Regions from separate parts of the Mus musculus genome. Here region 1 is linked to region 2. A link is a contact called in public Micro-C data. All regions are on one chromosome and are shown on one strand. Each heading gives the region's core, a stretch centred on a gene start, on an enhancer-like site or on the middle of the called end of the contact. The rest is flanking DNA. Distances are from core to core; before and after follow the strand shown. Region 1 overlaps Rcan2 (regulator of calcineurin 2). Region 2 has its middle 19 kb from the start of Adgrf1.

The links. Hi-C and Micro-C count contacts between places; a contact is called where the count stands out from the background.
Region 1: a contact with region 2 is called in a Micro-C map of stem cell-derived neurons, with 7 times the contacts expected there. The contact joins two enhancer-like sites. A contact is called at or near these places in 2 of 39 promoter capture datasets (pre-B cells and stem cell-derived epiblast-like cells) and 3 of 484 Hi-C or Micro-C datasets (cortical neurons, palatal mesenchyme and stem cell-derived neurons).

What each region holds. Positions count from the first base shown.
Region 1 is chr17:44,029,987-44,032,686 of GRCm38.p6, reverse strand. The region is part of intron 4 of Rcan2 (regulator of calcineurin 2); the gene reads right to left. Among named protein-coding and RNA genes, the nearest start is that of Gm34857, 12 kb to the left of the region's middle. Within about 2 kb of position 1,421, at least 59 of the 459 cell types and tissues checked have an H3K27ac peak or open chromatin away from gene starts, as enhancers often do. A contact at or near this core is called in stem cell-derived neurons, where this site is marked.
Region 2 is chr17:43,249,941-43,252,640 of GRCm38.p6, reverse strand. No RefSeq gene overlaps it. Among named protein-coding and RNA genes, the nearest start is that of Adgrf1, 19 kb to the left of the region's middle. Within about 2 kb of position 1,365, at least 23 of the 459 cell types and tissues checked have an H3K27ac peak or open chromatin away from gene starts, as enhancers often do. A contact at or near this core is called in stem cell-derived neurons, where this site is marked.

The DNA of each region.
Region 1 (2,700 bases), core at 172-2,671, 780 kb before region 2:
TAGAGACTCTGTGAGTTACGGTTGCTGAAATTGCAGATAGGACTGGTGTAAGTATTAGACCCCTGGTCCAAGTTAGTTGATAAGGACCAGTCAGCATGCTGCCCCTGTTTGTACCATACTATGTGACAATCTGGATGGAAAGTAAACCTTAATCCAGCAAGGGAGTAACCCCCTTTGAAATCACTGTAGACATCTTGTGACCCATTTAATGTTGTGTTAAATAAGTTGGATTAAGTGGAGTTTATCACCATGGTGGTGTTTTTTTGTTTTGTTTTGTTTTTTCTAATTTATTTCTTTTTAAGATCAAAGCTCTAAGGCAGAAGAGGATACTTGGGTACTGCTAATGAGAGGAACCCTCTTGGAGCCAGTTTTATCTGCAGGGTGCAGAAGATGATGGTTCAGTGCAGCTTGAGGGCATCTCTGAGCACTGGTTCTTGGAGGGAGAACTTACTAGAAGTGCTTGCTAACCAACAAACCCCAGTGGTGTCAGCAACCCTGCTGACGCTGATCTAATGGAGGTGTGTAATGCTTGTGTGTGCTTTTGTGTGTGTGTGTGTGTGTGTGTGTGTGTGTGTGTGTGTGTGAGAGAGAGAGAGAGAGAGAGAGAGAGAGAGAGAGAGAGAGAGAGAGAGAGAGAGAGAGAGAGAAATCGCATAAAAGCATGAATGTGAAGGTCATGAAACCTAAGGCTGGTGTGGGTGAGAGCTGTGATACAGGCCAGCATGAACATACACCCTGGCCTTTTACTCGTCTTTTTGGAAGACAGCTATCCTTGTTGGAGAGATCACATTTTGTAACCCAGGCTGTCCTAGAATTCACTATGTAGCCCAGGCTGTCCTAGAACTCACTGTATAACCCAGGCTAGCCTGGAACTCACTATGTAATCAGGCTGTCCTTGAACTTGTAACCCTTCTGTCCCAGTCTCTGAAGTGGTGGTATTTCTAGCATACTCTACCATTCCTGGCTTCCTTTTCCTTTTTTCCTTCCCCTCCCTTTCTTCCATCTCTAATTCCTTCTTTCCTCCCATCTTCCATTCCCACTTTCTGCTTTCCTTCCTTTCTCTTTCCATGCCTTCCCCATCCCTTCTCTTCTTCCCGTTCTCCTTTCTTCTTTTTCCTTCCCCACCCCTTCACAACTGCAGTGAAGCACACAAGGAAAGCTAGCCTTTGTTAGGTCTTTTCTTTACCTTGGCTAATATAAAGGGGCACTCCTTCCAAGGCACCACCTGCCTCCCCCTCCCCCACATCTCATTCACACCTCTGGCATGGAGGAAGAAGAACCCAGAATGAGACTGAGTAGCAGTTTGGCCCCCTCTGGTGCAGCCTCTTCATGTGGGGTGCAAAAGCATCTTCAGTTATGTTAATCAAGTCAGGCTGCACATTAGTAAGGGATGTTTTCTGGCTGTGGTCCCATTAAGGCTGACATCTCATTGTGCTATTTTGGGAAACTTTGTTACTATCAAAATTCCACAAAGCTTAACATCTGCTGAGTACCTACAAACTAAAAAGAAATAGCCTTAGCTTTACTGGATTGGATTTTTCTTTTTTTGGCTTCTCTTTCCCCTCGGGCTTCAGCTAATTCTTCCATCATGAGGGTTGACGTCAATACTGTCACTATTCAAAGGGAACAACTGGGCTTAGTTGGGGACAAAGAGCTTGTGTCAAGCCTTTTCCACCCAGGGTGGAGACAATCTTGGCCATGGTGCAGTGAGGACAGGACATTCAGACCAGTTCCTTTTATGGGACAAGGAAAGCATTCATCTGTCACCTGCTTGCTCCCTTGTCTGCGTTAGATTGTCCTGTCCCCTGTGTGCAGAAAGGAGGCCAGGGCCAAAAGCCTTCAAAAATGCACCAGTCAGGGTTTTCCCTTGAGCTATGCTGAGACACATGAAAAACTATCTAGTGTGGGCAAGAGTCTAATGCTCATTCAGGCCTCAGACACTGACTGAGGCTTGGCTACTGTTCAAAGAGATGCCCAACTTCTGTCCTCTAGCTTCTTGAGTGGGTGGGATCAGGTTGGTGACAATGTCTTGGTTCCTGTGGTAAGAAGGAGGGACTGTATTGCAGGCAAGATGCCTCCCACCTGTAATGAGCAGGGTCCTGAAAGGGTCCTGGGTGGTAGTGCCTTCCAATGTAATTGACACAGGGGGGTGGCCATAAGGCCACTTTTGACTCTAGGCAGTGACTGAGCCCCTCCTGCATTTTTCTCTAGACTTCCTCACTGAGATTATAGTTTGTAAACACCAGCGTCTTACAGAGATGCAATGGCAAGAAGATGGTGCAGACATTAAAACAAGAGTCAAAGCTATATAGATTTTAATACGTAGGGAGAAAAAATAATAACCCTTTTTGAATTAATGAAGGGAAGAAGAAACCCTCCTGAGACTTCAGCACTTGGGGACCAGGCCCTAACATATGCCCTGATGGGGAACAGATAGAATCTCTGCTTCAGGGACTTCCCAATGGCAATTTAACATGTAGATGCTTTGTTCCTTAGCACCTCCTGCTGTTCTGGAAGATTCTTACTTGTTCACACTGATGCCCTTATCAGAGGCCTCATATTGACCGCTTGACATCTTCCTAAATACACACTCATGCTCACATCTCTAAGATGGGATCTTTCTATCACCCTTCCAGGCATCTCCGTGAAAATCCTTAGAGCCAGGTACTCCTCAGTTCCTTCCCCATCTACCACCACTTT
Region 2 (2,700 bases), core at 116-2,615:
CAGAGATTTGTGGATGATTTGTTATTGTTGGAGGTGAGGAAAGGGAAGAAAGGAACAATTAAGAGGAAGGGGAAAGGGAGGGGAGAGGAGGGGAGGGAGAGGAGGGGAGGGGAGGGGAGGGAAGGGAAGGCAGTGTTTGAAAAGTGGAGAGAGTTTCTGATTCAGAACGATTTTTTGTTGCTGTTGTTTTTTGTTTTGTTTTGTTTTGTTTAAATAAGCCAATTGACCAAAGGAAAAGTCAGAACCTAGATAACTTAGAGGACATTCTAGAGGAGGCATTTGGCTGAAAAGTCCAAGAGGAGAAAGGCTGCCTCTGTCAGAAACTGGAGGAGAGATGTATGGGTAGCGTGCTTGTCTGAAGTCCCTGAAGCTGACAATTAGGGAGTCTGTGGCCATGGAAGGTCCCTGAGGAGAGAGGGAGGTGGGAGAAGGCGGGTGTGGAAGAGTCAACTCGGCCATTTTCATGGCTGGAAACCAACCCTCTAAGCCAATGAGAATGTTCTGTAAGGAAGACAAAAGACACTACTTAGGCTGTAGCCCCTGGGGTGGTTTTACTCTGGAGAGATAACCAACTTACTTGTAGCCCTTTCCACCTATTATCTTATCACAGCTTGGCTTTCAACTTAATTAAGTCAGCCTTTATTCTTACAACTAAGCAGGGAATGTTCCGGGGTGAAACATGTCCTAGCCTGTGGGACAGCTTCACTCATTTCCCTCTTTGGACCTGGCTGCCTGCCACTGAGCAAAGACTCACTGTCACCCTGGCCATTCAAATGACACGACTGTCCTTGGGATGGGGGAATTACAGTAAATCTGGTTTGGCAACCCAGAAGGTTTAATAAGGGGCTCTGTGGAAGGGGTGAGGTTTCTGAACCTAGAGCACCCACCAATCTCCTCTGTGCAATACGGTGTTCTGTCCCAAGCACTCTGGCAAGGAAACCATGCTGTTCTTGTGGAGACCAGATCCTAGGGCCAAGTGAGATGCTTATCTGGGCTTGACAGCCTCACGGCAGAGGAAAAAGAGAAAGAAAAAGAAGATCTTGGAACAATTTGGGCCGGAAAACAATAGGATTCTGTATTTCTTGGCAGAGAAATGAATGAATCTTTCTTCCAAGTGTGAAGCAGGCATTAAATCCAAGGACAATAAATGGTGAGCCCAACATTCCAGCAACAGTCTTGGGCTTTCTCTGTGGGATTTCAGCTCCAACAGTCCCACAGGGCTTCAAAGAGACATGTGGGTTTCTTTTTCTCTACTTAAGTAAACAAAATTAAGAGAGAGCATGCACTTCCTACAGCTGTGGGTGTCCCAAATATCTCCTGTTCCTAACCTGACCCCAGCCTAGAGGAGCCCTCTTCTTTTTGGAATTAAAGCCATACACACAGCAACCTTGAGGTCCATAAAGGACCATGAGGGGGCAACCTTCACTGTCAGCAAGGCTGGATTTTTCCCAAAACCTAAGGACTATCCCATGAGAACTGCACCTCAAACTCCCTTTCAATCTCTTTTTCTTTTTTTAAAACACAAACATACATTTCTTGGGATAAGCAAATAAGCATCAACACACATTATATATGTTTGCAAATATAAAGTTGAAGTGACCAGATCTTCCTTGCTGTAAAAGTGATTCCTATGATGTTCTGTACAGCTAGCTCCCCAGTGTGTGAGTGTGTGTGTGTGTGTGTGTGTGTGTGTGTGTGTGTGTGTGTGTGTGTGTGTGTTTTCATTACAGTTCAGTTTGGTTTGGTTGTATACACAGATTTCTTTTTTCTTTTTCGGTTTTTCGAGACACGGTTTCTCTATATAGTCCTGGCTGTCCTGGAACTCACTTTGTAGACCAGGCTGGCCTCAAACTCAGAAATCCACCTGCCTCTGCCTCCCAAGTGCTGGGATTAAAGGCATGCACCACCTTTATATAGCTTTTGCTAGTCTGGCACAAACCATGCAACTTTGGACTGACCTCAAACAGAGAAGGCAATACTCTGGCCTCAGCTTCTCAAATGCTGGAATTACAGGCATGAGCCATCAGTCTTGGCTTCTGTCTGTCTGTCTGTCTGTCTGTCTGTCTATCTACCTGTCAGGCTATCTATCTATCTGTCTGTCTGTCTATCTATCTATCTATCTATCTATCTATCTATCTATCTATCTATCTATCTATCTATCTATCTACCTACCTATCTATCATCTCTCTCCATCCATCCATCTTTATCTCTCGTTTCCTTCTTTTCTTTCTTTTATTTACATGGGCTGTGCTCTGATTCCTTTGAGAATGTCACACTGCATTTAAATCATTTCTCCCTCCCTTCAGCTTTTCTCAATGCATTTGATTCAGTGTGAATTCTTTGTTTGGTTTTTGAGATACGGTCTCACTCTAAAGTACAGGCTAGCCTGGGACTCACTACAAAGTCCAGGTACACCTCAAACCCAGGCTGCTCTTCCTCCCTGCATCTCACAAGGGTTGGTACAGTAGGCCTGAGCCGTCATAGACAGCTCCCTAATACATTTTTTAGATCAGCTTTTATTTACAGCCAAGTAGGAATTTGGTGTTCCACACAAATAAGCAAATCGGTATTCATTGAGTTGTCTTCTGCTCCTGAAGCAGTTTCATGCGGAGGAAGGGAGCATAGAGAAGCTAGCTGGTACTGACCAGAACAGAACTTAAAGTTAGAGCCCTCGCTCCCCACTTCCTGCCCAGCTGGCTG